Regions from separate parts of the Sus scrofa genome. Here region 1 is linked to region 2. Evidence: chromatin contacts called from public HiChIP or PLAC-seq data. All regions are on one chromosome and are shown on one strand. Each heading gives the region's core, a stretch centred on a gene start, on an enhancer-like site or on the middle of the called end of the contact. The rest is flanking DNA. Distances are from core to core; before and after follow the strand shown. Region 1 overlaps LRCH1 (leucine-rich repeat and calponin homology domain-containing protein 1). Region 2 overlaps LRCH1 (leucine-rich repeat and calponin homology domain-containing protein 1).

What was found. HiChIP or PLAC-seq counts read pairs in DNA pulled down with a chosen protein or histone mark.
Region 1: a contact with region 2 is called in an H3K27ac HiChIP or PLAC-seq map of skeletal muscle. The contact joins two enhancer-like sites. A contact is called at or near these places in 2 of 47 Hi-C or Micro-C datasets (fetal skeletal muscle and skeletal muscle) and 2 of 2 datasets of contacts at active chromatin or transcription factors (alveolar macrophages and skeletal muscle).

Annotation. Positions count from the first base shown.
Region 1 is chr11:20,885,712-20,890,082 of Sscrofa11.1, forward strand. The region is part of intron 1 of LRCH1 (leucine-rich repeat and calponin homology domain-containing protein 1); the gene reads right to left. Among named protein-coding and RNA genes, the nearest start is that of LRCH1, 19 kb to the right of the region's middle. Within about 2 kb of position 2,935, at least 30 of the 83 cell types and tissues checked have an H3K27ac peak or open chromatin away from gene starts, as enhancers often do. A contact at or near this core is called in fetal skeletal muscle and skeletal muscle, where this site is marked.
Region 2 is chr11:20,756,466-20,760,822 of Sscrofa11.1, forward strand. It overlaps LRCH1 (leucine-rich repeat and calponin homology domain-containing protein 1), which reads right to left. Exons shown (of 20, transcript XM_013980521.2): 5 at 2,027-2,163; 6 at 554-681. Among named protein-coding and RNA genes, the nearest start is that of ESD, 110 kb to the left of the region's middle. Within about 2 kb of position 2,941, at least 12 of the 83 cell types and tissues checked have an H3K27ac peak or open chromatin away from gene starts, as enhancers often do. A contact at or near this core is called in fetal skeletal muscle and skeletal muscle, where this site is marked.

The DNA.
Region 1 (4,371 bases), core at 1,685-4,184, 130 kb after region 2:
ACAAAACCCTTTGTGTAGATGAATGAAAAGCCCTCCCCAGCACAGCTTCTTCATTTATTAGACAACCACACACACACACACACACACACGTCTCCTGGCTGTGCCATGCTAAGCCGGACAATAGGCAACCTTCACCAGGAGTCCAGGGTGCAGAGCTGAGCCTCAACTTCCAGCCTATAAAATGACTGATCTGCCGCAGGAAATGCAGTCCTTCAAGCTGATGATAGTGGTGAGAAGCAGCAGCTCCAGGCCAGCCCTTCTAGCAATTCTCTGCTGCCCAAGGTCTGAGTCATTCCCAAGGGAGGACAGGAATGAAAGAAAGAGTCCACCCTAGCGAGGACTCTGTCTAACAAAAGAAGGTGGTTCTTGTCCATTGGGCATATTTTGGTTTGATTTTTTTTCTTTTTTGTCATCTCACTCTCCATTGGCCAAAAGAACCTGTAATTCCAACATTCAGGAGTGTATTTGTAAATATTTAAGGTAAACCTCCTCCAAAGCCTAAGACTAGGCAGTTTTCATTATTACTGCATCCGGAAAGAATTTTGCTGGCTGAATTTATCCAAACAGACAAGGAGGAGATGAAGAAAACCCAATAAATATTCTATATACCAAAATAGAAAAGAAAAAGAAAAAAAAAAAAAAACCTAATTCCAAACCACCAAGAGTAAACAAGGGTTTCATAATGAGTTTTAAGTTACATGGGTTTACTTTTTAAAATCTTGTAAATCATTAAAGTTTGTTTGCCTTCCTTTTAAAAACTTTAGAACACACGGATATTAAATAGTTTATATGTTTGAAGAGAGGGAATAATTGGGTAGAAATGCTTTAAAAGCAGGGGGAGGAACCCACAAAGAACTAAGGCTTTAAATGGACGACGGGGAAAAAGATGTCCTGTTGACGAGTCACCTGTGCAATGTAGGAGCTCCCGTCGTGGCTCTGCAAAAACTAATCTGACTAGCATCCATGAGGACGCAGGTTCGATCCCTGACCTTGTTCAGTGGGTTAAGGATCCGGTGTTGCCATGAGCTGTGGTACAATCTGAAGATACGGCTCAGATCTGGCATTGCTGTGGCTGTGGTGTAGGCCAAGAGCTACAGTTCTGATTCGACCCGTAGCCTGGAAACCTCCATATGCCACAAGTGTGGCCCTAAAAAGCAAAAAAAAAAAAAAAAAGAAAAAAGGGTACAATGTAGCCTGAAAATGCCACTGCCACTTCCTCCTCAACCAGAACAGTCCCAACTGGTTCTTTGCCTGCACGTCCCGGGTTGCCATTTGTCATTATACATCTGTAGTTTCCTTCCACTGGACTAACTGGCAGCCCGGTGAAGGCAGGCACCACGCTGGGTTCACTAGGGTAAATGAAGCATCCAGCCTGGAGCCTGCTGTGCATTCATTCATTCAGGTCTTGAGCTCAAATATTTACTAAGCTTCTACCAGGGGTCCTGGGAACTAGGGCTACTAGTTACAAGAGAAAAGGAAAAACAAGGTCTCAGCATTTGATGATGGAGACAGAAAATGACAACAAAGAGGCAAACCAATAAATAGGAAACACGTAATAGCTAATGATTACTGTTTCTCGCTGTTCTATGCACCTGACCCATTTGACTCCCTCTTCTATTTACAAGCAAGAAACTGGAGCACAGAGGGATTCTGTAACCTGCCTGAGGTCACTAGGCCAGGAGGTGGAAGAGCAGGAACCCCAACCTTGTCAGTGAGGTTCTAGCCTCTGTGCACGTTGCTGCCCTTATCACATGGGGAGATAAGCAGGGGAAGAACCAGCCCGGCAACAGTCCGCAGAGTGGATAACAGATACTTGCTGCATCCATGAATGAAGGAATGAATAACAGCACTTGTTATAAAGTAATAAAAGCATGAGGTCTGAATGCAGAGATTAAAAAGCCTTTTACTACCTGAAGTCACCCATGTCCCCTGGCACTGCCTTCTCACTCTGCCTCCTGCATTGCACCCCCCACCAGTTGGCAAGAAGTTTTTTTTTTGTTTTGGTTTGTTTTTTTTTTTTTTTTTTTTTTTTTTTTGTCTTTTTAGGGCCACACCCGCGGCATAGGGAAGTTCCCTGGCTAGGAGTCCAATCAGATCTGCAGCTGCCAGTCGCAGCCACAGCCACACCGGATCCAAGCTGTGTCTGCGATCTACACCACAGTTCATGGAAATCCTGAATCCTTAACCCCCGAGTGGGGCCAGGAATTGAACCCATGTCATCTTGGATACTCATCGGGCTCTTTATGGCTGAGCCACACTAGGAACTCCCCAAGTTGGCATGATTTTATTGAGCTATTTTTTCTTTTGTCACTGTAATGAAAATAATGCTCAGAAATATTTTCTCTAAACTGTATCCCTGACCATTCAGCATTATCACCCTAAGGTATTCACATCGCTGAATAGAACTGGCCTTTACAGCACTCTGCTCTCCAGCTACCATCTCTCTCTCTCTCTCTCACTTGCTCGCTCTCTTTCTCTTTCCCTCCCATTCTATGTTTACCAAGAGCTAAGACACCACGCCATATCGTACACTGGGTCCCAAATTTAAGTCATGCAGCGTAAAGAAATGTTGCAGGGAGTCCCCAGAGCACTCAACTAAGATGATAAATGTATCTGGTCAGAGGCCCAAACCTCAGGGGAGCTGCAGCTGCCTAGGCAGCCAAGAGGAGCCAAAGTCCTCCCCTCAGCAAGCTGCAGGCTGAGTGGGTACCACTGCCACCCTGTGTGCAACCAGGAGTCCCCAGGCCCTGTGCAGGGTGGGGGGGGTACAAGGAGGACGAGGAGGGCTGACAGAAGGGAACAGGGTGACAGTTGTATCAGCCAAGGGACATGTTCCCAGACTAGTGACAGAGACAGATGCAGATCCCGGCTGGGGTGGGGATGGCAGGCAGGGAGCAGATCACTCGGGTCTAAAAATAGCCCCCCTCTGGGGCCAGCACAGTTCCAAAAAGCAGCTACTACCAATGGCTCACACACACACTCGCAAGAGTGCACGCCAAGCGCCATGTACTTAGCATTTGTTATTTTAATCATCACAGCAACCCCAGGAGATAAGTTTTCCTACTTTCACTTTAGAGACAAAACATCCGAGCTCCGAGAGATGAAGCAATCTCTCTCCAGGTCACTCAACGAGCAACCGAAGGAACAGGGATCTGACCTTGATCCACCGGCCTCCAAGTCCATCACCTCAACAGCCACAGTCGTCTTAAACCTCATGGATGGTCAGAGTTCCTAAGACAAGGAAGCCAGGGACAAAGGCACGGAGGTGCGCCCCGCGGGGTTTCACTGCAGGAGAGCCCGCCCGGCACCCACGGGTCGAAGGAGCCGGGAGCCGGCCTGGGAGTCGATGGCCCTACCGGCTCGGAGAAAACCCAGCGCACACAGCCGGCGTGTCTCCAGTTCCCCGGAGCACGAAGGGCCAAGGGTGGAAGGCAGAGCTGGTGGCCATCACTCAAGAGTCTACACTCGCGTCTCTTCTGGCTCTCGCGCACACACACATCTGTGAATATCCACCAACTGTTTCCGTGCAGGCAGCACACGACGGGGAAACACTCCGCTGACAGAACAGGTTCCGAGACCCAGGAGCTGCATTTGAGGCAGACCCGTCACCGCTTCAGGCCGGTGACCTGCACGAAGAGCTACAAGCAGTACAGGCTAAACGGGGAGTCAGGGCGCATGTGTTTTGATCAACAAAATTCTAATGTATTGTTAACATATTTTTAGAACATAAGAGTTCCTTTTTTGTTTAGTTTTCTTTCTTTTTTTTTGGCCATGCCCTGGGTCATGTGCAAGTTCCTGGCCCAGGGGTCCAACCCACACCGCAGCATGACCCAAGGGAGCCATTACCAGATCCTTAACCCACTGCGCCATCAGGGAACTCCAAGGGTTTTTTTCTTGTTTATTTGTTTGTTTTTCTTTTCAGGGCCACACCTGTGGCATGTAAAGGTTCCCAGGCTAGGGGTCAAATAAGAGCTACCTACAGCTGCTGGTCTACACCACAGCCAGATCCCAGCTGCACCTGCGACCTCTAACACCACAGCTCAGAGCAACACCAGATCCTTAAACCACTGACTGAGGCCAGGGATCAAACCTGCATCTTCGTGGATACTAGTTAACCCACTGAGCCACAACAGGAATTCCCAAGTATTTGTTTGTTTGGTTGGTTGGTTGGTTGGTTTTTGGGAGGTTGTCTTTGTGTCTTTTGAGGGCCTCACCCACGGCATATGGAGGTTCCCAGACTAGGGGTCTAATCAGAGCTGTAACCGCCGGCCTATACCACAGCCAAAGCAACGCCAGATCTGAGCCATGTCTTCGACCTACACCACAGCTCATGGCAACACTGGATCCTTAACCCACTGACTGAGGCCAGGG
Region 2 (4,357 bases), core at 1,691-4,190:
AGAATTTTGTTCTCTGAAAATCCAAGGCCCAATTTAAGCCAAAAATGGCCAAGGACATGTGAAATGATTCTAAAGCTTCCATTCTAAACAGGAAATGGGAACAATTATGCACAATGCATTTTTAAAAGACAATTTAAAAAAATAAAGCCTGCATTCCTTCTAATAATGTTGCGGAAGCATATTAAACATTAATTGAAAAAAACATGTCTCAGTTTGATATGGTTGTTTTAACTGACAAGTAAAACATATATATATTTATATTACAGCTCTTATATACAAAGACATACACAGACGTGTATATACGTGTGTGAGCACACACACATACGTAGCATTCACAAAAGACTGATTGGGAGAAGGTCGATGAGACTTGAAAGATGCCAAAATGTTGTCAACAGCATCAATTTTCCCCTTCTTATTCCAAAAGTTGCTGAAAGTCTCATTTATAAATCTGCACTGGTTGAATCAAAAGGACTGTTGGAGTTAGTTACCCGGAGCGTCTTGGTCTAAGCAAATACTCCAACAGCGGTTTCTGACCAAGGGCGGTCACACTTACCCGTCCTCCACGTGCTGGTGTAAGTGTGGCCTCTCCATGGTGTGGAGGTAGAGGGAGTCAGCTGTCTTAATCTGGCATGCTTGGATGCTCAGATACTTGAATATGTGCACTTTACCCTTGGTGCAAATCTATGGAGAAATTAATAATAAATATTTCGATTTTAATGGTAAAACAAAATGTAAACACTAGACATCCCGCTGTGCACATTTTATTTTATTTTCATTTTTGCTTTTGAGGGCCACACCCGAGGCATATGGAGATTCCCAGGCTAGGGGTCGAGTGGGAATTGCAGCTGCCGGCCTGCGCCAGAGCCATAGGAACATGGGATCTGAGCTGCGTCTGGGACCTACACCACAGCTTATGGCAACACCGGATCCTTAACCCACTCAGGGAGGCCAGGGATCGAACCTGCGACCTCATGGCTCCTAGTCGGATTCGTTTCCACTGCGCCACAACAGGAACTCCCGCACATTTTCATTCAACATGTTCACAATGCACACCAAATCTGACCTCTCCAAAACAGGTAAGATTTTAGCCAATCATTTCTTCCAAATTCTATTTGAACAGAAAACCATGTTCAAGAAATTTCCCATCTCTCTTGCACTAAACTGCAAAATTCTAACAGAAATATATTTAAGTACAAACAGTGTAAAAAGCACAGACTTCAGATAACTGACCTGGTAAGTCTCCAATTCTGAAAGCATATCTACTTCATTTTATTCTCACAGAGTTTAATATGTGAGCCTGTATCTTGTCTCCAAATAACTGACAATCATATTTGCAAAAGTTTAAACTCCATTTCCCAGCTAACTTTAAAGAAAGAAATCTATTACTGGAGCTCCCACTGTGGCTCAGCGGAAACAAATCTGACTAGGATCCATGAGGACTCAGGTTCGATCCCTGGCCTTGCTCAGTGGGTGAAGGATCCGGTGTTGCCGGGAGCTGTGGTGTTGGTTGCAAACTCGGCTCGGATCCCACGTTGCTGAAGGCTGTGGTGTAGGCCGGTGGCTACAGCTTCAAATGGAGCCCTAGCCTGGGAACCTCCATATGCCACGGGTGCAGCCCTAAAAAGACAAAAGACACACGCAAACACACACAAAAAATAAAGAAATCGATTACTCCTTTTGTAAGCCATATGCTCCATGAAAACGTTTCAAATGCATGTACAAATGATCACTGTAATCACTGAATAATTGAAATAATTGAACACGGCAATTCTGGGACTGCGGTGACCAGAACAGTGAAGCAAATGCTGCTAAACAGACTGGATGTTGCAAAAACATACTGTAGTCAGATTCACACGTAGTTTCATCTTTTTAAGAGCTTGTGGCTGATTATGATCAAGTCTCATACACGAATTGAGCAGAATATCAAAAAAGTGATTCTGCTGAGAGCAAGGCAGGCGCTACTGATGGCATATTTCCTCCCCGCCCCCACCGCCCCCCCAACAGCTTTGCTGGGAGACCCCCTCACCTGCGCCGGAGGAGACTGCAAAGGGTTATTCTCAAGCAGTAATACTTGCAGCTGCTTCATCTCTCTAAAACAAATGGGAATCACGAGCACTTTATTGCAGGAAAAGTCAAACTTTACCAAGGGAAGATCTACTAGTTCTACAAGAACAGAAAAAAAAAAGAAAGAAAAGAAAAAAACTCAGAAAGCAACAAGATGAAATGGCTAAACATTCAAAAATCAATTTTCTGCTCATCAAGCAATGTATCACTTAGCATAATTAAGGCAAGTTGTACATTAGGGATATGTATCTTGTTTATAGAATATTTTACTAAAGACGAGAGGAAAGCTTTCACTGGGGGCTCAGCAATGTCAACTTGTTATTTCTACCAAGAGCTGGAAACATGACATTTACAATATCCATTGTTTGAACACGCTTTTTTTTTTTCTTCCCCCAAAAAAACAATCACAAAAGTCACACCACACATGATATGCTTATGTTTTAACTTCCAACTGTTTTCAAACAGCTTGCTAGCTTATGGACAATATGCTAGTTACAACATATGCTCATGCATCCCACGTGTGTGGGCCGGGAGAGTCTCGGAACGAGGAACAGGCAATATGCTCATGATTGTTGAACTCTGCTTCAAAATACAAATGCGATCTAATTCCAAATTTTCCAACAGACGCCGTCATCCTGATTTGATAAGGCTTTCTTCCACTGCTTTTAAAAAAAGTCTTCTGTAGCTCCGCACTCAAGACAGAACATTATATTTAGCTTAAAATCCCCGCCCAGTGGTCTAGTAAACGCTCAGTAATTTCAAGCATGCCAACTGACGCTGGCAGCTGCAAGAAATGAAGTCAAATATATTCCATCGAGCAAAGGGGCTGAGCAATGCCAGACATGCAGGGTGACACAGGGCAAAGCCTAAGATCTCCTGGTGAGAGGCTGCGGAGGGTTCATTCCAAACGGGCCTCACCACGTTTGTTATGCAACCTGGTAAGGGGTGATGTGCCAGGCTTTCCAATACTCAAGGTCCCAAGCCGATGAAGGGCAGAGACGATGTCCAGACAAGGATGTGAAGGCAGTGGCCTGGAGAAGGAATTCCCACCAGCCCCACCGCCCCCCCTGTGCAGCGGCAGGCTCTCCTCGTTACCCGGCTAGACAACTTCAAGTTCACCAGCAAAGGTTCACTTGGCAACCACTTCACAGAACTCAACTCCTCCGGGTGTGGAAGGGACCGTCCCTCTTTCATACCTTCGTGAATTACTGTGTATTAAAGAGTCCTGAGACTGAAATGTGAGAACAGAAGCACAAGAGCGGCAGCTCAGCTGTTCCCAAACGCATGACAAGCAGGTGGCTGTGGAAGAGGAACTCAGGATGTGCGTTTTGAAATAGTTCATTTATTATTTTTATTGAAGTATAGTTGATTTTCAATGTTGTGGTAGTTTCTGTTGCACAGCAAAGTGATTGGGTTTTATATACAGACGTCTATAATACATATACACACACCTATATACACATATACATTCTTTTACAGATTCTTCTCCATTAGAGTTGATTACAAGATATTGAATATCGTTCCCTGTGCTATACAGTAGGTTCTTATTGTTTATCTGCTTTATGTATAGTAGTTTGTATCCACTAATCCCAAACTCCTAATTTTTCTCTCTGCCCCCGCTTTCCCCTTTGGTAACCATAAGGTTTTTTTTTTAATGTCTGTGAGTCTGTTTCTGTTCTATAAATAAGTTCATTTGTATCAATTTTTTTAGATTCCACAGATAAATGATATCAGATGATACCTGTCTTTCTCTGACTTAGCGTGAAAACCTCTAGGTCCATCCATGTTGCTGCAAATGGCCTTGTTCCATTCTTTTTTATGGCTAAGTCATATTGCATTGTATACATGTACCACATCTTCTTTATCCATTCCTCCGTCAATGGACATTTACGTTGCTTCCAGGTCTTGGCTACTGTGAATAGTGCTGCTATGAACACTGGGATGCAAGTATCTTTTTGAATTAGAATTTTCAAATTAGAATTTTTGAATTCTAATTTGAACAGGATGTGTATTTTTAAAATAGCCCCATGTAATTCTCTGCTCAAACTCGGCTCAATAGCAAGATAAGTGATTTGCTTCTGGCCTCACCGGTCCTGGTTGCCTTGATGAAGCATTTCAAAAGCACTGGCAGGTAGAGGAGAGAAGCAGGTGAACCCAGAGGACAGCATGGAATCAAGAAAGTCAAAGGAAAGGGGAAACTAAGATCTCTTTCCATTTCTTAGCTTATTTCTAAAACAGGGCTGAGAACGAGAGGGACTAAAGAGTCTCTCCTTGCTGTAACCTCCAGGAACAT